7 separate regions of the Mus musculus genome follow, and all the other regions are linked to region 6. The links are chromatin contacts, called in public Hi-C, HiChIP or PLAC-seq and promoter capture Hi-C maps. All regions are on one chromosome and are shown on one strand. The core of a region is the stretch at or near the end of the contact, and the rest is flanking DNA. Distances in the headings are between cores, read along the strand shown. Region 1 holds the start of Brd7 (bromodomain containing 7). Region 2 has its middle 15 kb from the start of Gm51583. Region 3 has its middle 10 kb from the start of Gpt2. Region 4 holds the start of Tent4b (terminal nucleotidyltransferase 4B). Region 5 overlaps Gpt2 (glutamic pyruvate transaminase (alanine aminotransferase) 2). Region 6 holds the start of N4bp1 (NEDD4 binding protein 1). Region 7 holds the start of Vps35 (VPS35 retromer complex component).

Region 1 (3,531 bases), core at 706-3,205, 1.5 Mb before region 6:
TAACACACAGTTTTCTCCTTTTACCTAAGAGCACTGTCTGTCTCCTTTGTATCCAGAGGCAGTCCTTTGTCAAGGGCAAATACCCCTTACTCCTCTCCCTTGTTCCTGTCCCCTTCTCCGTGTCCTCTATCTCCTGTCTTTGTCTCTCAGTCCCTGACCTTTGTACCTCTAAAGCAAGTAAATCTTTGTGCTGAGAATTTGGCCTTGGAGTGTCTTGAGCTGACTTCGAGGTTCCCTACAGGGGTTTACACACCTAGCATACCACACACAAAGATAAACAACAAACCTTCCAGGAAAAAGCCATCCAAGAGTCCAACTTGTTGTTGGTTTTTGTTGTTGTTGTTGTTTTAATTTATGTGTGTGCGTGTGGCTGCATGGATCTATGTGCACTAAATGAACACAGGTGCCTAAAGAGCCAGGAGACACCCTGAAATTGGAATTACAGGTGCTGTGAGCTGGTGGATGGGGGTAAGTACTGGGAACCGAACCCAGGTCTTCTGGAAGAGCAGCAAGTGTTCTTAACTCCTGCATCTTCTCTCCACTCTCAAGTCCACTTCTGAGTACAGTAGAAAGGATCGGTTAGATTCTTTCTTGAGGAAAAAATGAGATTTTTATAAAATGTATAGGCCACTAGAAGGCTAAAAGTGCAGTAAAGACACTTTGCACTGTGTGTACTAACTAATGAAAAGGATTGTGACTCCAGTTCAAGCCTGGATTTGAATACTGATTCTACATCTGACCCCTATCTTATTTCTTTGGGCATCCATTTCCTCCTCTATAAAATGGGAATATGAATATTACCTGCTCTTGCTATTTTGTAAAGTTGTCTCACACACACACACACAGAGAGAGAGAGAGAGAGCGTGCACTTTATTTCCCTAGACATCTCTGCACATGCAACAGTGAGCTCTATTTTTAGATAGCATGTTACTATGTAGCCCTGGCTAGTCTGGGATTCAGTCCTCCTGCCTCAACCTGAGGGCCGGGATAGGCCAGCACAGCCATGCATGCATGCACCATCACACCCAGCACAAGCAGATCTTAACGTGGCCCATCTGGGTAAGTGCCAGTAGACAAAATTGTCAGTGAGCCACTGCCCAGAAGGGCTGGGCATCCAGAGATAAGAGAACAGGAACGGCACTGATGGGGGTGAGAAGCAGACAAAACAGCAGGCAGCCTGTGCCTCCCTGGGGAGCCAATAGCTGCAACCCCACCACCTTTTCGGAGGCAAGTTCTAGCTAATTTCTAGACCCTTAGCTTCCTTTTCTTTCCAGTTACTTTAGCATATAAATTGTTTTTTAAACCACAAAGAAAAGCATAAAAGTAAAAGAATCCACCCCTATACCGTCCTGGTCACCTGAAATAAAGTAAGCAGTACTGTTTCCAGCCTTTGAATCCAGACCACACCTTCACTTCCGGTCTCACTTTTGAACAACACTGCTGCACACTTGGTGCGTTTCATTTAGTTAACATCTTGGAGGCTTTATTCTATCATGAACAAGCCTTTGTTTTTGTTTTGTTTTGGTTTTTTTCTGTATGCATTTATTTATTTGTGCAAGAATATATATAAATGTAAACATTAGAGGACAACTTTCAGGAGTCGATTCTCTCCTTCATGTGGAACCTGGAGAGCGAACGGAGATCGTTAGGCTTGGCAGGACCCATATTCTTGGGTCTGCCCGATCCTGTACAGATGGAGTTCAATAATATTGCTAAAGACAAGAAACAAAAGCCAAGGAAAGTTAAAAGGATTCAGGAAAGCAGGGAAGAGCGTCGGGGATGGAAAAAGAAAGTCAAGACAGGCCCCGCCTCTGAGCCCGCCCCCCAGCCGCAGCCCCGCCCTCCACCACAGGCTGCAGCGCCGCCTCCGGCCGCCAGGGGCCGCCACGCGCCGCAGACCGCATCCCGTCCGCTCGGCGGCCTCTCTTTCCCGCTGGTTTGCCGGCCTCTCGCCCTCTCGCCACTGGTGTCGCGCTTCGGTCGCGTCCCGCGCGTGGTTTTTTTTTTTTCTCGTGAGGGACCTCGCGCCGCCGGGCGCGTGCCGTCCCCCTGCCTCGCGGCGCGGGCTCTCGCGGGCCCCGCTCCCGCCCTCCGCTCGCCTGGCCCGGACCGGAAGCGGCGCCGCACGGCCTGGGCCTGGCGCGGGGGGCGGGCTCTGGGGCCCGGTCGGACATGGGCAAGAAGCACAAGAAGCACAAGTCGGACCGCCACTTCTACGAGGGTGAGGAGCGGCTGGCCTGCCTGCGGAGCCGCGCCGTCCCCTGCCCGCAAGGCCCCGACCCGCGGAGATCGCCCCCGGCGGGGCGGCGTTCGACTCGGGCCTGCCGGTCCCGGCGGGGGTTCGTGGGGCGCTGGGAGGTGGGGCGCCCGCCCTCGGCCGGCCCCGGCTCAGCCCCGCGTCCTGCTCTTGTTTCAGAGTACGTGGAGAAGCCCCTGAAGCTGGTCCTCAAAGTCGGGGGGAGCGAGGTCACCGAGCTCTCCACGGGCAGCTCCGGGCACGACTCCAGCCTCTTCGAAGACAGAAGCGACCATGACAAACACAAGGACAGAAAACGGAAAAAGAGGAAGAAAGGCGAGAAGCAGGCTCCGGGGGAAGAGAAGGGGAGAAAACGGAGAAGAGTCAAGGTAAAGGGGGCTTTGTTGCTTATGGCCCCGGGCTCCAGTTCCCAGCCTCCTTAGCCTGTTCCAGTGCGACACCCAGACGTCTGGGAAGTCTGGCTTTGTGGAGGAGTGAGACAGACCAGAAGCCTGGGTCACCTGGGCGCTCAGCAAGTCTTGTCCCAAGTGTCCTCTCGAGCACCCGTGCTGTCCCCACACATCCTGTAAGCAGCCGAGTCCTGGTCTTCCGTGACTCCTTCAAAGGCTGTTTTTTTTATAATTGTCTTGGAAGGGTGAGAAGTCACTCACCGGAAAGCCTGGGAGGTTTGTCAAACGTAGCTGTTCTTCAGAAGTGAAGGCGATCTACAGGTGTCCCAAGTGTTCTCCTGAAATAAGTTATTTTAATGACAAATGGAGCTGGCGCGGCGTGATGGCACGTGCCTGTGATCTCAGCGCGCAGGAGACTGCGGCCAACCTGTGCTGCTTAATACAAAATAAGCAACCGTTTTCATTAACTAGAAAAGAGTAAGTAGCTAATGTCTTGATTTGCCAGGTAGGTTGAATAGTGCGGGTTAACTTTCTTCTCAAAGGTGAGTCCACCCATATCTGGAATTGCCCTAGAATTCTGCCCTTCCAAAATGTTAGCTGCCTGCCCTCAAGTGCTTACTAAAATGCGTTAGTACTTTTTGAAAGTCATCCTTTCTGAGGCTTAGTTTTAGAGTTTTTCTTTGCTTTATACAGTCATTGATGAGTGGCCAAGCCTTAGAGATTGTCTCTTTAAAATGTCTTAAATTATTGGGGGGGGGGGGAGGAATGTTTTAAATTTATTCTTTTTTGCCCAGAATTTTATGACCTTTAGCTTGACTATGGCAATAGTCACAGTCTTGGGTCAGGCTGGCTTATATTTTCATTTCCTAAATTACAAAAGCACAC
Region 2 (3,427 bases), core at 535-3,034, 1.3 Mb after region 6:
CAGTCTAGTACACGGGTCAGCGAGGTGGCTCAGTGGGTAAAGGTACCACTAAGCCTCACAACTGAGGATACAGGCAGGTTTGAAGAGAACCCCTTGACAGCGCTTTTAGGCCAGCCTGGTCTACAAAGTGAGTTCCAGAACAGCCAGGGCTATACAGAGAAACCCTGTCTTGAAAAACCAAAAAAAAAAAAAAAAAGTCTGTGTTAGCTGGGCAGTAGTGGTGCACACCTCTACTTGGGAGGCAGAGGCAGGAGGATTTCTGAGTTCATGGCCAGCCTGGTCTACAGAGTGAGTCCCAAGACAGCCAGGGCTACACAGAGAAACCCTGTCTTGAAAAAAAAAAAAAAGAGTCAGTATTAAAGACTTTAATTCAAAGGTTTTGTGTATGCCTTACTCCAACAGTTTCCAGTTGCTGTCACCAAAATAGACTGGAAGAAGATACCAGGCTACAAGGTTGGCAAAGAAATGCAGAATGCTTCAAAGCTGACTAGAGGAATTTTTGGTATGTGAAGAGAAAGGCATTCATGTGGTGTGGTTGCAGGGTAATAATTTATAAACACAACCTAGAATGATGGTTTGCTAGTTAATGAAATGAGACTTTCCAGTCAAGTGGACCTGTAGCATGCTCTTGACTGATTGTTCTCTACCTTGTAGCTTTCTCTTAGTGCTGTATTTACTGTAAGATTAAAACGATTTTGCTACACTTAATGTGGAAGACGTCTCAGTTGAAAGTATTTACAGTTTTTCCCAGCTGTAAAGTTAGGTCACTGAATTTTACGATGATCAGACCCCCGGTGCACCGCTCACAGGCTAACAGCAGAGCTGGGTGGTTGTGTTCATCCTGTCAATCTGATTGCCTGGGCGGCTTAGCATCTCCAGTCTGGAGTTTTCAAACATTTCAGCTCCATTTTGAGAGACACAGAAATTTTCCTGGAAATTCCATGACAGCATCTTCCCTGGGGAACTTTTTTTTTAATCCCAAGACTTGAACCACATTCCCTGCAAATGAACATTTGGCAGTATATATGTACGTGATTCCAGAATGCACCAATAAGACATACCACAACTAGGAAAGGTGGCTCACTCATTATTTACACTTCATGACTAGGCCTAAGAGAAAGTGTGCTTTTAACACACCAAATACTATCTTCCTACCTGTCTTCAACTACAAGTCAAAATGGAAGGGGAGGGGTGTTTCAGCTTTATTTTTGCTCAGTCAAGCAAGAAAGCTGTATAGTAATACATATTATTATATACGTATATTAAAATATTTTTATTAGTCTGTCATTCATACTATTGATACTAAACTATCTTCTATATCATGTGGTCCAATAAACGATTATTTAATTATTTTAGATTATTTTATTTAATTTATATCTATAAGTATTTTGCCTGTATGTATAGATATGTTCCATGTGCATACCTAGTACACATGGAGGTCAGAAGATAGCATCAGAGACTCTGGAACTGGAGTTACAAATAGTTGTGAGCCATCAAGTGGGTGCATAGAACCAAACCCAGGTCCTCTGCTAGAACATCCAGTGCTCTTAACCTCAGAGCCATCCTAGATTCCAAAATATACTTGCTTTGTTCTTAACAACAAAAAAAGTATCACCAGTGTCTTTGCTTCTATACAAGAAGTTGAATATTGAATATATGAACCTATAGAATGCCTGGTTTTAATAGATCACAGTGCTTTAGTGCTTTAACAGTGCTAAAGCTGCTGAGTGCCCTGGGAATGGCAGCCGCTCTGGCTCTTGCCTGCTGTTGTTTCAGAACCACACCCACCATTAACATTCCAAGAACTTCCTTACCAGGTCTCAGTATGACTGGAATGGCTTACTAGCACTGATGTTGCCATTTTTTTCCATGATAAAAGTCAATTTAGTAAAGACTGGTTTGGGGGATTTTATTTGATTTTTTAAAAACTTACTCAGAGAACCTCAATTTGTTTGAGATATGAGATGTTTATGTTTTGTCCTCTGTGTCACCTTGTGTCTTAGTTTGCTTTGCTGTTGCTGTGATAAACACCACGGCCAAAAGCAAAAGGACAGAGTAAAGGGTTTATTTTATCTTACAGGTTACAGTTCTCATGATGGGGAGTCCAGACAGGAAATCACAGCAGAAACCTGGAGGTGGAAAGCAAAGCTCAACACTGGAGGAGTAGTGCTTACTGGTTTGCTCAGGTTGCTTTCTTACACCTTCCAGGACCACCTGCCCAAGGGTGGCACCACCCACAGTGTGCTGGGCCCTTTCACATCAATCATTAATCAACAAAGTGCCCTACACACTTGTCTACAGGCCAATCTACTGGGGAATTTTCTCAGTTGAGGGAACAATCCCTCTTCTCATATAACTCTATTGAGGGACCCTAAGGGCTATTTCAAAGTCCCTACTCTCCTTACAGCTTTCCCCTCCTGCCTGGAGTCAAGGCTAGGCCAAGTTCCATTCTCTACCCACAGGAACATTCTTGAGTAAAAAAATCAGAAAAACAACAGAATGTACTGACTGATACTCACCTGATCCTCTGGAAAGTCCTAGGTAGAGTTCAAATGCATGTCACGATCTGCCCATGCTTGCTAGCCAATAGATTTAAAGCTCAATATGCTTAGCCAATAAATTTGAACTGTAACCTTGCTGATGTAACCTGTGCCCCTAAAAAGTATAAAAACTGCTTCTTTTTTTTTTTTTTTTTTTTTGGTTTTTCAAGACAGGGTTTCTCTGTGTAGCCCTGGCTGTCCTGAAACTCACTTTGTAGACCAGGCTGACCTTGAACTCAGAAATCCGCCTGCCTCTGCCTCACGAGTACTGGGATAAAAACTGCTTCTAACTAAGTCATTCGGGGTCACCTTCTAGTCACTCTCCTTGAGGGACTAAGTGAAGGTTGACCCTGATGCTCTGGAAAATAAACCTCTTGCTTTTACATCAATCTGCATCTCAGTGTCTCACTCAGAGGCATCTCAAAGTAAGTAACACTGACTGAGTGTTGGGGTCTTACATTTGGAGGCTTGTGCTAGTATTCAAGGAGACCCCCTGAGTGACCACCAACTAGACTGATCAGAGGGAAAAAGACCAAGCTCGGCAACAGGTGCCTACTCATGTGTTTGTCTCTCTGTCTTTTGCTTTCACTTTTTGAGCACACTGTCAGCTGGAAAGCCTCTGGTATGGTGTAGTCAAATGCGGGGAGCAGACGTGCCTTAACGCTGTGACTGTGGGGAGTCTGAAGGACACTTCAGACCCTGAGGAGGGAGTCAGGAGGACTTCACTCCTTTTGGAAATGGCAAGACACAGTATCAGCAGAAGCTGACTGAGTCTTGCAATAACCTGGTTTCTGCATCCATGGCAGGGGCAAACTGTCTGTGTGTTGATGTCTTTTTCTGTGTTCTTGGACTTGGACTGATGTTATTTTTGGACATGGGACATGTGG
Region 3 (3,316 bases), core at 803-3,302, 1.4 Mb after region 6:
CAGTCAGGTATGCCTGACTCACTATAAAAGGGCCTGCTTGCCCCACTCCTCTGTCTCTTGCTTTCTTGCTCTTGCCTTGCTCCCACTCTCTCCCTATTCCCCTCCCCCTCTCTCCATATGCTCATGGCCAGCCTCTACTTCTCTCTCTCTCTCTGCCTCTACTACCCTCTTGACTCCTTCCCTGAATAAACTCTATTCTATATTCATATGGCTGGTCCCTCGGGGGGAAGGGATGCCTCAGCATAGGCTCACAGAGGCACCCCCTTCTCCCATACCTCATCACACGTCCATAAAATATATCCCCCCCTTTTTTTGAGGGGGGCGTTGAGACAGGGTTTCTCTGTATAGCCCTGGCTGTCCTGGAACTCACTTTGTAGATCAGGCTGGCCTCGAACTCAGAAATCCGCCTGCCTTTGCCTCCCGAGTGCTGGTCTTTATCTTTTTTTAATATATTTTTAAAAGATTTATTATTATACATAAGTACACTGTAGCTAACTTCAGACACCAGAAGAGGACATCAGATCTCATTACGGGTGGTTGTGAGCCACCATGTGGTTGCTGGGAATTGAACTCAGGACTTTTGGAAGAGCAGTCAGTGCTCTTACCTGATGAGCCATCTTGCCAGCCCTCTTTATCTTTTTATAAACACTTCATACGGTTCTGTGACTGGGATTTAGAAACTCTGCAGGTTTGCATCCCCCTGCTATCACATGGAGAGCCAATGCTCCCGAGCCAAACTTTGGAGAACTGCTAAGCCCACTGCCCACACTGCTCAGAGTAAATGTCTCCATGGTCCCAGGGGAGAGTTCTTGAGCTCAGAGCTACCCCTGTACTGTCCTTGAGGATAGAGACATTCAGTCGTTTCACTGACCCCTTCTAGGACTTTTCCCTTGGGTGAGATTTTCCTCTCTCCTTTGAGACCATTTCTTTATCAATGCTGAGAAATCCCTGAGCCCGGGTGAACTGTTCTCTATAGCACTGGGACACTGGCCCAGAGTTTAGCCCCCAGCCGCCACATGACAACATGGTGGTCTGGCCTGTGCTAGAATCTCTCTGTTTATCTATAATGCCCTCAGGACTCTGGTAGGGCAGTTAATAACCCTATTCTCTTACCCATGGGTCAGTCTTCACTTCCTTGTCCCTATTTACTGGACTGCCTTGATCTAATTCACAGTAAGCAGAAAACAATATCTCTACATGGCCATTAACCTGGCACTTTCTCGCCAGTGTAGGCTTCCCCACCCCCCTCCCTCATTTGTTCACTCCCAAAAATATGGCTACTGTCACCACTGGTTTGCCTCTGGAAAAGCAGGTCTGGCCCCACCTGCCCTTCCTCCTCTCGTATTTCCTCCTCAGCTCTGCTCCAAGTTTGCCATGTGAAAAGCGGGTCTGGCCCCACTCTTTGCATCCTGCCAGGGACTCTGTGAGACTTGCTTTCCCACAAGCAGGCAACCATCTGCCGCCCCTACACTTGTGCTCTCTCTCACTCAGGACTCCTGTGCTCTGCCCACCACCGCCCTTACTTGACTGCCTGCTACAGCCACAAGAAAAACAGCTTTCTTTCGGTCTCCTTTGGACTCTGTTAATTGAAAAGCTGTTTTCTAGGGGGCAACCACATGGTCCATCTGTAACGCCCTCTTCTGGAGAGTCTGAAGGCAGCTACAGTGTACTTACATATAATAAATAAATAAATCTTAAAAAAAAAAAAAGAAAAGCCATTTTCTGTGCGCACACACACTTACACATGTGCGCTCGACCGTCTGCCTGTGCTTGTTCATGTGCACACACACACACCTGTGTTGTGAGTTCTCTCTCTCTCTCTCTCTCTCTCTCTCTCTCTCTCTCTCTCTCTCTCTCTCTCTCTGGCAGGGACTCAGAAAGTGAGTGGCTAACCCCACTGTGCACTACAAGAATAGCGTGCATGTTGCTGGGATACTGAACAAACTACTTCAGGTGCTTCCCTTCCTCTGCCCACCGTGGGGTGGTGCAGTGCCAGCTCGCAGCTAGAAGTACTGGTCTGGGACTTCCGGCTACTAGGAGGAAGCTCTGCCCCACTTGCCTGTGTCAGAGCCATGCGCACCACAGAATGGCACTTCCCCCTTAACACCGTTGTTGCTGCTGCTGCTGCCCCCGCCGCCACCACCATTCAGCAGCGCTGTAGCCCTGTGTGCCTTGGGGGCCCACGCTACTATTGTGCTCCTAGTGATCTGTGCTCCTCAGGCTGTGGGCTGCACACCAGTTCCCCCTCCACCCAAGTGCACTCCTGGTGCCTCAACTGCACATGTGTGTGTCTGCCTGTCCCTCACTCCACAGACTAGCCATTCCCCAGGCTTGCCTGCCTGCTTAGTTCCTGTCACAGGCCTGAACCCAGTGGGACAAACTCATTTTCTGTCCCCACGATCTCAAGCCACTACTGCCAGCTCTCTTACTCTGGTCCACGCCAACTCTAAGCCATGTGTTTTTCTACTAATACAAAATGTGTTTTTCTCTACTTACACAACCTGTCAAAGTTACTTACGATTTTTATTCCTATCCTATCTTGATAAATAATGATTTTTGCTACTGCCATTAAATCATGGTACACTCTATTCAGATATAACCAATCGATACAGCCCTCACTCTTGTCAGAAGTCTTCTCACTATTAATATATTTAAGTTCATGACTAATAGAATCTCCTGAAGTCTAACAGTTCTGAGACCCAAAAGGTCTCAGAAGAATTGGACACAGCTACAAGATACTGCCTGGATTGTGGTGTGATAACCACTGAGAAACGCAATGGACAAAACTGGATACCCTGAGTCAAATGACTTATATTGCCTATATCAAGGTAAGTCATTTCTTATAGCACATGTATCCTTTTCACAGAGAAAAAGGCTCTATATCTTCTGGGCTTGGAAGCCAGACTGACTCTGCCCAAATTGCCATGGAGACCATAGAGGCCATAAGAAACTGGACTATAGGTGAACTCTGTCATTTTTAAAATAATATATGCCTACTAGATTATAATTTATTCTTCCTCAGATTTCTGACTACATTGACAGCTAAGGTAACTGTAGGTTGACAGCTAGGAGACAGAGCTAACTTCTTACCTAAACTCAGTTTCCATCAATTAAATGCTTCATATTTCTTCTTCTTGCTATGCCACTGTCCTAACACTATTCGAGTTCTTATAAATTTGCCTAACTCAAGTGAAACATTTCACTATACGATCCAACTACATAATCACAAATTCTTGTTCCTTCTGACCCACAAAAGGCTCATCTTAAAGACTATACATGTTGTTAGCTTATGTTGTTATCTCTTTTGTAAACTTAT
Region 4 (3,120 bases), core at 94-2,593, 1.3 Mb before region 6:
CCGACCATGAACTCCTGCAAAGTTCTGTCAGGGCTCAGAAAAGCTCACCATCTATGACAACTTCAAGCTAGCTGTCACTCAGTGCTTTCTGCTCACGACAGACATGGCAAACACTGGCTTTTTTTTTTTTTTTCCTTAAGTAAATATAAAAGATGGGCCAAAGGATCAAGAGCAGGCAGTGTCTTTCAGGGCTGAGGAGATTTTCGTCGTGGACTGGGGGAGGGGAAGGAGCATTCTGGATGTTTCTATTCTTGGCAAGAAGAGCACCTCCTGGTCCTAACATCTAAAGACGCTAAGGCAGAAACGTTCTCAGGAAGTTAACTAGCCCGATGCTAAGGGGCTTCATCTTGGGGTGTGGTGGTGGGGAGCAAGGTGTGGAGGACAGAAAGGGATCAGAGGGCAGGCTGAATTCTAGAGCATAGAAAGATCCAGGAGAAGGACAAGCAAGAATGCATCGGGAAGGTGTGGACAGTTAGGAGAGGAGGAAGGTAGAGATGACTACGAAAAGGAGAGGATAGCTCCACTTTTTCCAAAGGAATTCCAAAGAAAGGTCCACCGAGACTGGTCAAGCTATGAAGGAATGAATGGCCACCGATGCTCTGGAGGCCCCACTGGGGCTCCCCATCCCCCACCCATCATCCCCCCCTCCCGCCTGTGGGCGTGTTCCCCGCTGTGCGGGTGTGCCGACCCTCCAAGACGCAGGCCACGACGCCAGCACTCACCCCACGACTCCCTGGTTGTAGTTCCGTCGCTTCCACGGGGTCCCGCTGTACACGCCCCCGCCGCCGTCCGCCCGTCCGCCTCCGGCCGCGCGCCCTCCGCTGGGCTGCAGCAGGCTGTAGTTGAGTCCGTAGGTGCTGGCCTTGTTGTCACGTTTCCTCTTGTTGCTGCTGCCCGAGGCCGGGTCGGTAGACTCGGAGGCGGGGAGTGCGGCCGCCGGTCGCGGGGACGAGGGAGCCGATGGGACCGGCGACGCCGAGGGGCCCGCCGATGCCCGCCGTGCCCAGGCCGCCGGCTGGTGGTGATTGTTGTTGTTGTTGGTCGTCTCCAGGGGCAGGAAGTCCCGCTGCTCCGCGGGCACGGCGAGGCCGCCCAGTGGGCGCTCCCCCGAGCGGAACATGCCGGCCGGGGCCGGGGCCGTGCCGCCGGGGCTGCCGGGGCCGCTGCCGCTCCCGCCGCTCGCGCTGCTCGCGCCGCTGCTGTGACAGTGGTGGTTGAAGTAGAGGTTCCTCAGCCCCTGGGTCGTCTCCCAGATCTGCATCCACAGACTATTGGACGGTCCGAGCTGCTCTGGCTGGAACCAGGCGATCCTCGGATCCATCAAACGGCGGCGGCCGCTGCCCCCGCCCCTCCCGGCCGCCCGCAGGGCCGCCGCCGCCGCCGCTGCCTCAGGCGCACGCCCGCCCTCGGCCGCCGCCGCCGCTGCCACCCGGGTTCCGCCACGGGCGGCGCGGTAGCGCAGGGAGCCTGGCCGGCGCCGGCGGCGTCGCTCCCGCCCTCGGGGCTCGCAGGCCCTCCCCCCTCCCTCCGCCCCTCCGCCGAGCCCCTGTCACCGGGGTTCCCGTGCAAATGGCGGCGGCGGATCCCGAGAAGGGCGAGCGGCGGCGGCGGTGGTGGCGGCGGCGGCAGCAGCAGCGGCGGCGGCGGCGGCAGCGGCGGCGGCAGCGGGACGCGCCTGCTCCGTAGCGTCCGTGCTGCTCGGCCCCGGGGCGGGGCCTCCGCCGGCTCCGCCCCTCGCTCCGCTCCGCCTGCCCCGCCGCCGCGCTCGCCCCGCCCCGTCCCTGCTGCCAGCCGTCCGCGGGTTCCCCGAGGCCGCACCGCGCGTCACAGAGGCCGCGGCAGGCTGCAGGCAGCGGGGCCGCAACCGCCTGGTCAACCGTCCCGCGCTAGCTTAGCTGGGGTCGCACGTACCTGGGCCTCCGGGCACCTCGGACGCGCGCGCCGCCGCAGGACTCTGTTGCCGCTCAAGCGCCGCCGAGGCACACGAGGCGGCTGCCGACTCCGCGGAAAGTGACTGGTTTGCGCCGCCCACCCCGCTCCGGACCGCCGGCTCCGCCCCTCGGTCCCGGCGCGGCCCCGGGGCTCCTGGCCGCGCGCCGCGCGAGCACGAGAAGGGCGGGCTTCCGCTCAAGGGCCGGGTTAGCACGCGGCTGCACGCGCATCTCGGTTCCGGAGCGGTCTCAGCGGCCTCTGGGTCGCGAGTGCTGGCACCGCTGCCCGGCTGGAGGGCCACACAGCGCGGCTGTTCCAAGGTGCACTTACGAGCTCAAAGCCCCTCAACTTTCATAACTAAGAATACTCGAAGCCTTTTAAACCTAAAATCACACTACCGTTGCGGTTAATGATCGTTTTTCATAGAATGCCCATTTGTGTAGCTTTCTTCTGGCGCGAAAAATAACCAAAAAGGGGGCAGGGGGTGGTTGTCAGTAATTAACATTATCCAGAAGACTAGAACACTTACTGTGCGCATGCTTCAAGCTCGCTGCAAATTCCAGAACCGAGTCCCTGACTGACACTTGAGTTTTGGCTCTGTGCCCAGTTCAATATCCTGGAAAGTTTGGGGTGGTGGTGATTGGTTTTGTTTATTTACTTATTTTGCAAAGGATTAAAAATCTGTTTGTCACAGAATGAATCATTGCTCTACGTTTTTTCTTAGGGGGAAAAAAAAAAAAAGAATACAATGACCACTGGCTGAGCTAATTGTAACTCTATTAGAGTGCTTGCTTAGCACACGAAATGCCCTGAGGTTGGTGCCAGACCCTCAGCAGGAAAGGAGAATCTCCGATTCATGGCCATCCATAGCTACATAACAACTTGAGACTCAAGCCCTCCTTTTCCGGACGGGGACACACACACACACACACACACACACACACACATGAAAGTGAAGACACACTATTAAATGTTTCCATTTCTTCCCCAAGTCTCTGTACAATACATGTCAAAATACAAGACATTCAGTTATTTTGCACTTTTCTGCAAATGTCATGTTATAAGTCACTGCCATTGGTATTTTTTTACATTTTTGTATATTTAATTTTTTTTCCATTACAATAGTACCTTAACAAAAGTTATTTGTTGTATGTGAGCTATTTTTTTTTCTTTCAGCAAATGTGAAGA
Region 5 (3,121 bases), core at 62-2,561, 1.4 Mb after region 6:
CACTCATCAGGGTGGACAGTTCCCTCAAGGCCTTGCTGCCACGACTCCCTGCTACCTTGGACTGTGTGCCCTCAAACTGTGAGCCCAAATAAACTCTTTCTTCCTTTCTCAAGGTGTTTTATCATGGCAAACAGGAAAAAAGAATACTAAAAAAAAAAAAAAAAAAAAAGACTGTCATGAAGTGGGGCTGTTGCCATGATAAACCCAACCATATAGTTCTTACCTGTTTGGAACTGGTTTGTTGGAGGAACATGGAAGAGTTTTGAAACTTTGGGCTAGAAAAGCCTTTGAGTACTACAGGCATAGTTTAGTGGGTCATGCCCGTGGGAACCTGGAGAATAATTCTGAGAGCAATGGGGACAGCAGAGGCCTGGTTCACAAGGTTCCCAGTGAAGAGCCAGTGGGACCATTCATGGGATATTCTGGGAAATAGTCCGCCTGTGTCATAAGAGCCTGAATCTGGTTGAATTTAAAGGCTTGTTGTCTCACTCCAGGCCTCTGCTGACAAAGCATGCCATGGTGGGGAGCACAAGTCACTGAAGAGAGGAGGACTGGCGAGCAGGCAGGAGTTCAAAGCCAACCAGGACTACACAGTGAGACCATCTCAACATTACCCCCTCCCCTCCCATCTAGAATAATATCTGTAGTTTCTGATCTGTATTTAACACACTCAACTGTACAATAAAATATAATTTACTCCCTAGAGAGTTGGTGTGTGTTCCTATGTGGGCTCCTGTGAGGGAAGCTACAAAACATTTCTCTGTCCACTTAGCTACCAACTAGCTGTGACTCCCACAAGCAGCTCACTACACAACTCCAGCACCAGGGGATGCAATGCCTCTGGCCTCTGTGAGCTCCTGTACTCGTGTGCACACACATACACTTCTTTTTGTTTGTTTTGGTTTTTGTTTGTTTGTTTTTGTTTTTTCGAGACAGGGTTTCTCTGTGTAGCTCTGGCTGTCTTGGAACTCACTCTGTAAACCAGGCTGGCCTCAAACTCAGAAATCCACCTGCCTCTGCCTCCCGAGTACTGGGATTAAAGGCCTGAGCCACCATGCCCAGCTACACATACACTTCTTGAACACACATCCTCCACACCCACACTAAAGTGGCCTCTGTTAGTGTAGCACCATCCCTTTTTCATGGGTTGTTTCTTCTGACTCAATGTTACTCAGCAAGGCTGGCGATCCTAACAGCCATTCCCACCTCCTCTGTACACGGCTCCCCTTCCTGTGCAAAGCACCCTCTTCTCACAAGCCAAAATATCTGACTCAGGAAAGGACACGTGGGACCATGAGATTTTCTATGTGCAATGGGGCAAGGCAACCTCTGCCAGAGTAAACATTAGAAACAGAGCCAGTTTCCCTACAGCTTACACAGGATAGTCAGTTTCTTTGCTTAAACTGTGTTGAGTGGGTTCCTAATGATTCCTAGTTAGAGTCCTAGTTATTTTTCTTTGCATACTTTCTAAATTTTAATAAAGATATAGAAAGCATATTTTAAAAACAATTTTAAATTTGAAAGCCATATTCCAAGACAAATGTGAACTGGGAAACCTGGGTAAGATCAATACAATGTCGTATAGCACAACCCAACCCATCGCTTCTCCAGCTCCTGTCCCCACCTCTCCGGCCTTAATCTCTTCTTACTTTACTGCCAGCAGAAAGCAAAAGTCCACATTAGTTTTAACAACTTGTTAGAGCCAGGAATGGTGGCACAATCCCAGTGTAGACTGTAAAGGCAAGAGCCTCAGGAGTTCAAGGTCAGCCTTAGACTACACAGTAGTTTAAAGTCAGCCTGGGGTACAGATGTACTAGCATACTAGGCAGCCAGAGAGCAAGGCTCTCAAAACAAAAACAGAAACAAAAGACCTCCAAAGTTTCTCCAACTAAGCAACTCCCTGTCTTTAGGGTCAAACCCTAAGAAGCAGAAGCTGGGACCCCAGTAGAGGAGTTAAAGGACTGGGGGAGCTGAAGGGGTTTGCAACCCCATAGGAAGAACAACAATACCAACCAACCAACATCCCCGCCCCCTCCCCAGAGCTCCTAGAGACTAAACCACCAACCAAAGAGGACAGATGGAGTGACCCATGGCTCCAGCCACATATGTAGCAGAGGATGGCCTTTTTGGGCATCGATGGGAGGAAAGACCCTTGGTCCTGTGAAAGCTTGATGCCCCAGTGTAGGGGAATGCTAGCTCAGGGAGGCGGGAGTGGGTGGGTGGGGGAGCACCCTCATAGAAGCAGGCAGAGTGGGGATAGGGAGTTTCCGGGCTGGGAAAGGGGATAACATTTAAAATGTAAATAAAGAAAATATCCAAAAAAAAAAAAAAAGAAGCAGAAGCTGTTGGTTAACCAAGTTTGTGATACTTAGGTAAATGTACTGTTCAGGAACACATATATTTATACTTGTGCATATTTAAAATATATAAGATACTAAAAATATATGCACATATACACAGATCCACTCAACAGTGACATCCACCCAACCATTTATTGCTTCTGTTGTTTTCAGTTTTGTTGTGATTAGGTCTTTTTTGTTTTTGTTTTTGTTTTTCAAGACAAGGTTTCTCTGTGTAGCCCTGGCTGTCCTGGAACTCACTCTGTAGACCAGACTGTCCTTGAACTCAGAAATCCACCTACCTCTGCCTCCCAAGTGCTAGGATTAAAGGCGTGAGCCACCACTGCCCAGCGTGACTAGGTCTTATTAGGTAAATCAGACAGGACGCAAACTCGCAGACACCAGTCTGCCTCTGCCTCCCCAGTCCTAGGATTAAAGTGTATGCCATCATACTCAGCCCCACGCAACTTTTAGTTTTTATTGACCAAGCTGCTCAGTCACCACTCTGGAAGTATTTTATTGTTCAGAGCTTCCCAGCATGGCTGTTACAAAGAACCATGCTAAGGAGGCGGAAGAACTGATGATGCTAAGTAGGAAAGAGCATGCAGGCCTGCGCCTGCTCACATCCAAATGGAAACAATGTCTCTGAGGTGTGGCTGACCAGGTCCAGCCTGGCCAGGTTTCCACAGCCCCACCCACATGCTGCGACTCGAGTGATGCTGAAACCCAAAAGGCATGGCAACAGAACCTGTAGAAAATCCAAACTATCATAACCAGCCATC
Region 6 (3,124 bases), core at 176-2,675:
TAAAGTGTGGGAGAAAGAAGAACCCATAAAGTAGCAAAAACCAGCTACAGAAACCAATACTTTATCTTTCACAATTTGTTTTTAAGGATTCAAGAAAACTTATGTCAGGCTGGAGAGATAGTTTGGTGGTTTATAAAGCATTGACTGCTCTTCCAGAGGTCCTGAGTTCAACTCCCAGCAACCACACGGTGGCTCACAACCATCTGTAGTGGGATTCAATGCCCTCTTCTGGTGTGTCCAAAGACAGCTACAGTGTACTCATATACATAAAGTGAATAAATAATTAAAAAGAAGAAGAAAGCTTACATCTGGGAAGCATTGGAATCAAGTGATGCCTTTGACTTAACAGAAACACAGGCCAGAAGAAGGGTTTGGTTTATTTGCCCTAGTCCCACAGTATGATCCCTATTATTTTTGCCCCTCACATAACACACATAACTCTACTGAAATTGCCTTTCCCCTTTCCTGTATGCCAGAGGTACAGTAAAGAAACTGCTCACTTGGCCACGCCATTAGAAGAAGGTATTTGGTTTTTTGTTTGATTGACTCTGGTCTCAACTATCTAAGTGCTACCACAATTTTAGGCTTATGACACCATGCCCAACTTTTTAAAAAATAGATTTATTTTAGAGTTATGCATATACTTGTGTGGAATGTATGGGCATAAGTGTGTGATGGTAAGCACCTCTCTCTCTAAGCAGAGGCCAGAGGGGCCTTTGGGTGATCTCCTCTACAATGTCATCTACTCCTTTAAGATTGAGTTTCTCCCTGGATCTGTGGCTCCCCTTTTGCCTTTTGTTAGCTAAGCTGCAAGCCAGCAAGCCCTCAGGTCTCAGCTGGAGCTGGGGTTGAAGATCTGTTCTCTTTCCTGGAGTGATGATAGCCAAATCAAACTCCCAGTCCTTATGATACCCAATAAGCACTCCACCGAAACAGCTCTTGTTTGGTTTTTGAGACAAGGTTTCACTTTATAGCTCAAACTGGTTTGGAATTATGTAGCTCAGGCTTGCCTTCAGCAAATGACTATCTGCCTACCTCATTCTCCCACCCCAGTGGGATGACAGTAATTGACACTAGACCAGCAATTTGGCCTTTTAATTCTTTACTGGTTGTCCCATTTTCTTTTCCTGTTACGATTTTTCTTTTTTTTCTGAAGTAAGTAAAAAGGGGAAAGGAAGGAAGTAAAAAGAAGGAAAAGAATCACCATTTGCCTATCAATGTAAAATCCTTCTACTAGATGCCCAAAGGCATCAGGCCCTTATCAAATATGGCCGCCCAGGCCTCGCCTGCCGACGCTTGCCCACGGTCAACATGGTGACAGCGTGTGGCGTCGACTTCCGTTGCCCTCAGCCTACCAACGCACCCTTCGCGACGGGGCGGCGAGTTTCCACAACGGCGGCGGGCTGAGCGCATGCGTGGCGGCTGTGGCGGCGGCGGCGGCGGCCGTGGCGGGGCAGCGGGGCAGCGGGGCAGCGGGGTGGCGGGGAGTCTCTGCCCGCAGTTGCTAAGCTGCGGCGGCCGTGTCGTGATGGTGTAGCGGGGCCTGCGGGCGGGCGAGGAGGCCGGCACGGCCCACGCCTCCTGAGCGGCTCGGTGCAGCGGCGGCACGCTGAGGGGGCGTCGCCGCCGCTGGCCCCCGGCGCCCCGGGAGGCCGCGCCCGCCATGGCGGCCCGGGTGGTGCTGGATGAGTTCACGGCGCCCGCGGAGAAGGCGGCGCTGCTGGAGCGGAGCCGCGGGCGCATCGAGGCTCTGTTCGGGGTGGGCTTGGCCGTGCTCGGCGCCCTCGGGGCGGAGGAGCCGCTGCCCGCGCGTATCTGGCTGCAACTCCGCGGCGCGCAGGAGGCGGTGCACAGCGCCAAGGTGAGTCCGGCCTGGCTCGCACGGGCCGCGCGCGGGGCGCTCGGAGCGGGTCCGTCCTGGGAGCCTCGGGGTCCCTGTTTGTAAAGGGCGCTGCGAAAGCATCTCCCTGACTGGTCCCTCGCGAAGTGCGCAGAACGCAGAGCCATCAGGCCCCGGAGCACGCGCGCTGAGCGGGCTCGCGCTCCCTCCGTCCGCTGGTCCCTTGGATGTGCGCAAGGCTCGATGCTCCTGGTTGGTCTTCACCCTCCAGGCCGCCACTCCAGGGCTTCTAAACCCTTTGGGAATCTTAGGCCTGAACCTCTAGGAAATCAGGAAGGGAACGCATGTAATGACCAGACGCTTCAGAGGTAGAATATTTGGTAGCTGCGTTAAAAATATTATTCCTGTAGTGTTGGTGTTCTACGATTAAATGATGGTTGTTACACTTCTGACATTCCGCCGAGTACCACAAAAGGAATACGCAGGCTTTAAAAATCCGGCGAATACGTTTTGATAGGGCTTGTTCCTTCTATTAAATGAACAACTGGAGAAACTGAAACTAAGCGGTGACTCACCTTGTGTATAATCAGTATTTCAGATTCAGCACCGCCATCAGCCCCTCCCCCTTGTCAGAAAACAGCAAAATTTGACCGCGGAGGCGCTTATGCCTCTAAAATCTCATTGAGTCAGTGAAATAGCCAGGTTAGTCGACAGGTTGCCAGGAGAACGGGCAATTTAATTGCTTCTATGCAAGAGAGTCCTCCAAGCCGTGGGTGGGAGAAGGCTGAAGGTGTATTGTATAGCATCTTAAGCTCCCGGGGAGGAGTAGGAAGTTGAGGAATAAGGTATTGTTTCCTCTTTGGTGTTTCGAGGGTCAGATCTGGGAACTTAGGAGAATGCCCCTCTCTGCCCCTCTTGGTTTGAAGTCACCAATGTCTTAAAGCCCCCTGTTTGGAGCTTCCTGAACATCTTCTACCCACCTTTTCCCAAACTCTTCCACCTATCAGGCACCAGAATTTGTTTCTAGAAACCACATGGGCGATGTTTTGTTTTTGTTTTTTTAAAGATTTATTTATTTATGTATGTGAGTACACTGTAGCTGTCTTCAGACACACCAGATGAAGTTGTCAGATGCCTTTATAGATGGTTGTGAGCCACCATATGGGTGCTGGGAATTGAACTCAGGATCTCTGGAAGAGCAGTCAGTGCTTTAAACCGCTGAGCCATCTCTCCAGCCCCAGCGATGCTTGTTAAACAGTTCAGCTCTGGGGAGACTTTCTTTTT
Region 7 (3,150 bases), core at 249-2,748, 1.6 Mb after region 6:
ACCTAACTACTGTGCAAGTTCATTTGGGGCCTAGAAAGCACATCCTTTGGAGAGGTGGAAGTTCTTTACATAGAACCAAAATGACTCCAGACTTAGCTGTGTCCAAGCGTGTTCCTTGGACATTACCTTTCCTTCTTACATTATTTCAACAAGTATAAAGAATTGGTTCAGGCAGATTAGAGTAAATTAAATCCCTTTCTCTTCCTTAATGACTGATTGGGTCTCAGTTTCGGCGGCTTGTGAAAATAGTTCTGGGTCCCATTGTATTTCCGGTCAGTAGCCCTGGGAATAGACCTACGAACTTTCTACACACTTGCCTGCTGTAGCTTTATTTCCTAAGACAGATCCTACAATGACCCTCCTAATCTCAAGGGCTTCGGAAAATGGAAGCTATTTGGGCCACTCTTACCATATTTTCCCATGCGTGCCACTATTTAATAAATCAGCCCCAACGCCACTGGGCCCTTTCTGGAATTTTTTTTTTTCGATTTTTCGATACAGGGTTTCTCTGTATAGCTCTGGCTGTCCTGGAACTCACTTTGTAGACCAGGCTCGCCTCGAACTTAGAAATCCGCCTGCCTCTGCCTCCCAAGTGCTGGGATTAAAGGCGTGCGCCACCACGCCCGGCCTTTTCTGGAATTCTTACGCCCTGCTCATCACTTCAGCTCTTCACTCTGTACCATAATCTACCTTTCTCTTGCCATCTATAGTGATTTGCACAGGGTCTGCCCTGCAAGGCTGGCTTATCAAGATTATCGAGTCTGAAGGAATGACAAGAGGTCCTCCCCGGCTTTTCCGACCACAGTGTATCCAACAGAGCTAGAGTGCTTCAAGGACGACTATATACGTCCTCTCAAACCATCTTCTACAAGCCAACAACAGTTTTTCTTGATGTTGGGCCCGAGTCTCGCCCAGACCAGTGTGCGGTCATTCCCTCATCGCCAGTCCCTCATCCGACGCTGCCTTGGGAGGACCCAGGGCCGCAGTCTGGGACGTCTACCCGCACACACGGCCACACTCACCTCAGTACACTCGGCTCCGCAAGGCCGAGACGCGGGGCGAGGCGGCGTACCAGCTCCGACTCCATCGCTGGAAGAAATGCGCGCCAAGAGCAATGCGCGCGCAGATTGTCAGAGGGTTAAGACCCACCCCCGGCGCGTCCAGATTGGTTGCGACCAGAGGTTGAGACCGTTCCACACACCAATCCTGGTCATCCTTCTACGCATGTGCACACGATGAGGCGCGGGCCCAGGCGAAGTGGACGCGCAGAAGGTTCTCTCGCTGCCCTTCCTCGGCCGCGGATCTCCTTAACTAAGGCTTCCCTTCCTGCTGTCCCTAGTTCGCCGCAGCGTTGTACTATTCTCGCCCCGCCCCGTCCACTATACACCGCCGGCTGCCCATTCTCCCCAAACTACGCGAGATTTTAAGTGGGCCAATCGAAAAGCCGCTTCTATCCAAGGGCGGGGCTAGAGAGGGCGGGGCTCGCAAGGCTCGGTCACCTGACGGCGGGCGGCTCCGGCGGGGTAGGCGCTGCTGCTTGTGGTCCCCGGAGTCGCCATGGTGAGTGAGGGGAAGCGGTGGGCCTGGGTTGCCGAGTCGCAGTCCACGTTTTCCTTCGGCGGACAGGAGCCTTGCTGGCGGAGTAGGAGGCCCTGCATTTCGATCGAGGCCGGTCCGGTCCAGGCTGGGCCTGCGGGCTTGGCACGGGCTGAGGAAGGCCGCGTTAGGCTGCGGTGGGCTGCGGTGGGCGGTGGCGCAGAATTTGGTCGTTACCCCGAGACCAGGAGCCTCCCTTAGGGGTGTCGCGGGCTGCAGGTTCTGGGTGTCGGTGGAGGCCTGCGTCAGACTCTTGTACGGAACGGCCACCTTCCCTCTGAGAGTCGGACTCCCGGGTCTGTGCGGAGTTGGGACAGTGAGGAGCCCCCGAGCTTCTGAGCTGGCGCCGTAGCTGGGTCGCGCCCAGATGGTGCATTTCCAGCTTTGTACTCAGCTGTCCTCGGGGGTCCCATTGCCTTTTCTCTGCTGGAAATATCCTTGGGGGGGGGGCGCAGTGGTCTCCCGGCCTTCCGTGGCCGCAGAGCCCCCTTCATCTTGCAGCGCCTGTCAGCGAATTCTAGGGACCTGCTCACGTGAGTTTCCCGAAGGACTCCTGCTTTCTTTTCATTGAGCCCAACCATCAGATAGGAGACAGGTCTCCGTTTCGCATTTGCTCTCTGAGGATTCTAACTCACTTGCTGGAAGCAGTCATTCAAAGGTTTCTCCGCGACGATAGCATGTCGTGATGCTTTGTGGCACTAGCCTTATAAACAGGAACTTCCGCAAAATTCGGATCCTGTTTTCCACAGGGCAAGTTGTCACTTGCGTTATACGAGCATTTGCTGTAGTATGAACAGGTAGTGGTTTTGGATGTGCTATGCTTATGTCCTTTTTTTTTAATTTCAATATTCATTCTTTGTATTGATAATTCTATGTGCCACTGCACATACTTCACTTTAAGTGTGTTAATAGGAAAAACCAGCATTAAATCTTTTTGTTGATTTTTTTTTTCCTTTTTTTTGGAATGGACCTTTATGATGATCTTGCTAGACTCCGATCAGCTTGGTATTTATGTCATCTTTGGTTCTGGCTGGCTGAGTTCTGAGCGTTTGTTCCCGTAATTTGATAAATATTTGATGTATATTTAATATAATATATTGCCTTACAAGATGTTTTCCCCCCTCGGAACTTTGTACAATTGAGATTTGGCACATGACTGGTGTGAAGTTTAACTTTTTTGTTTTTCAACACTTACTGGTTGACATAGTGTTTTATAATACAAAGCATTTGAGGATACACTATAAATTATATTTATGTGCCTGGGGAACCAGATTGGACCAGTTTTCCCTGTGAATTTTATTGGAAAATGGAACCTGGGTATCAGTTCTGTCATAGGCAATTTTATGATTTGAGTAGGTAGTTAGCCTTTAAGTCTCACTTTTGCATCTGGAAGCAAGTGTTGATATCACTGGTACTGTACTCCTAAAAATCCTGAGTCCAGCACTAACCAAACATCTGGTGTACTTTCAATTTTATAGAATGTGCTAGGCACCAGATAGAAATAAATGGCAGAGATGTGCTTTTGAAACATTCTGCTATAGTTCTTTGGGCTCC

The links. Promoter capture Hi-C pulls out the DNA fragments that hold promoters and counts their contacts. A called contact is a pair of places that touch in the nucleus more often than the background predicts. HiChIP or PLAC-seq counts read pairs in DNA pulled down with a chosen protein or histone mark.
Region 1: a contact with region 6 is called in a Hi-C map of B cells, with 5 read pairs. The contact joins the promoter of Brd7 here to the promoter of N4bp1 in region 6. A contact is called at or near these places in 1 of 484 Hi-C or Micro-C datasets (B cells) and 1 of 115 datasets of contacts at active chromatin or transcription factors (microglia).
Region 2: an H3K27ac HiChIP or PLAC-seq map of embryonic stem cells shows a contact between it and region 6, with 5 times the contacts expected there. The contact joins the enhancer-like site here to the promoter of N4bp1 in region 6. A contact is called at or near these places in 9 of 39 promoter capture datasets (HPC-7-derived erythroid cells, cranial neural crest, embryonic stem cells and 5 more), 1 of 484 Hi-C or Micro-C datasets (embryonic stem cells), 4 of 115 datasets of contacts at active chromatin or transcription factors (embryonic stem cells and epiblast stem cells) and 1 of 9 other capture datasets (embryonic stem cells).
Region 3: a promoter capture Hi-C map of embryonic stem cells shows a contact between it and region 6, with 8 times the contacts expected there. The contact joins the enhancer-like site here to the promoter of N4bp1 in region 6. A contact is called at or near these places in 3 of 39 promoter capture datasets (embryonic stem cells, hippocampal neurons and stem cell-derived epiblast-like cells), 1 of 15 datasets of contacts at CTCF or cohesin (embryonic stem cells), 3 of 484 Hi-C or Micro-C datasets (all in embryonic stem cells), 7 of 115 datasets of contacts at active chromatin or transcription factors (embryonic stem cells and extraembryonic endoderm stem cells) and 1 of 9 other capture datasets (embryonic stem cells).
Region 4: a contact with region 6 is called in an H3K27ac HiChIP or PLAC-seq map of embryonic stem cells, with 3 times the contacts expected there. The contact joins the promoter of Tent4b here to the promoter of N4bp1 in region 6. A contact is called at or near these places in 2 of 39 promoter capture datasets (hippocampal neurons and stem cell-derived epiblast-like cells) and 1 of 115 datasets of contacts at active chromatin or transcription factors (embryonic stem cells).
Region 5: a FOXA1 HiChIP or PLAC-seq map of pancreatic cancer cells shows a contact between it and region 6. The contact joins the enhancer-like site here to the promoter of N4bp1 in region 6. A contact is called at or near these places in 2 of 39 promoter capture datasets (second pharyngeal arch cranial neural crest and stem cell-derived epiblast-like cells), 3 of 115 datasets of contacts at active chromatin or transcription factors (embryonic stem cells and pancreatic cancer cells) and 1 of 9 other capture datasets (macrophages).
Region 7: a contact with region 6 is called in a promoter capture Hi-C map of stem cell-derived epiblast-like cells, with 2.5 times the contacts expected there. The contact joins the promoter of Vps35 here to the promoter of N4bp1 in region 6. A contact is called at or near these places in 13 of 39 promoter capture datasets (the 3T3-L1 cell line, 3T3-L1-derived adipocytes, the HPC-7 cell line and 8 more), 2 of 484 Hi-C or Micro-C datasets (B cells and muscle stem cells) and 3 of 115 datasets of contacts at active chromatin or transcription factors (astrocytes and embryonic stem cells).

The regions. Positions count from the first base shown.
Region 1 is chr8:88,360,596-88,364,126 of GRCm38.p6, reverse strand. Brd7 (bromodomain containing 7) reads left to right here and starts at 1,955. Exons shown (of 17, transcript NM_012047.3): 1 at 1,955-2,221; 2 at 2,417-2,625. The coding sequence starts at 2,173.
Region 2 is chr8:85,588,803-85,592,229 of GRCm38.p6, reverse strand. No RefSeq gene overlaps it. Among named protein-coding and RNA genes, the nearest start is that of Gm51583, 15 kb to the right of the region's middle. Within about 2 kb of position 1,784, at least 18 of the 459 cell types and tissues checked have an H3K27ac peak or open chromatin away from gene starts, as enhancers often do. A contact at or near this core is called in embryonic stem cells, where this site is marked.
Region 3 is chr8:85,480,802-85,484,117 of GRCm38.p6, reverse strand. No RefSeq gene overlaps it. Among named protein-coding and RNA genes, the nearest start is that of Gpt2, 10 kb to the left of the region's middle. Within about 2 kb of position 2,052, at least 85 of the 459 cell types and tissues checked have an H3K27ac peak or open chromatin away from gene starts, as enhancers often do. A contact at or near this core is called in embryonic stem cells and hippocampal neurons, where this site is marked.
Region 4 is chr8:88,198,105-88,201,224 of GRCm38.p6, reverse strand. Tent4b (terminal nucleotidyltransferase 4B) reads right to left here and starts at 1,343. Exons shown (of 12, transcript NM_001372333.1): 1 at 723-1,343. The coding sequence starts at 1,321.
Region 5 is chr8:85,527,276-85,530,396 of GRCm38.p6, reverse strand. Gpt2 (glutamic pyruvate transaminase (alanine aminotransferase) 2) reads right to left here. Exons shown (of 12, transcript NM_173866.4): 12 at 1,495-3,121. Among named protein-coding and RNA genes, the nearest start is that of Dnaja2, 27 kb to the left of the region's middle. Within about 2 kb of position 1,311, at least 41 of the 459 cell types and tissues checked have an H3K27ac peak or open chromatin away from gene starts, as enhancers often do. A contact at or near this core is called in pancreatic cancer cells, where this site is marked.
Region 6 is chr8:86,883,559-86,886,682 of GRCm38.p6, reverse strand. N4bp1 (NEDD4 binding protein 1) reads left to right here and starts at 1,425. Exons shown (of 7, transcript NM_030563.2): 1 at 1,425-1,861. The coding sequence starts at 1,664.
Region 7 is chr8:85,297,865-85,301,014 of GRCm38.p6, reverse strand. It overlaps Vps35 (VPS35 retromer complex component), which reads left to right and starts at 1,498. Exons shown (of 17, transcript NM_022997.5): 1 at 1,498-1,560. The coding sequence starts at 1,558. It overlaps Orc6 (origin recognition complex, subunit 6), which reads right to left and starts at 1,383. Exons shown (of 7, transcript NM_019716.2): 1 at 1,023-1,383. The coding sequence starts at 1,087.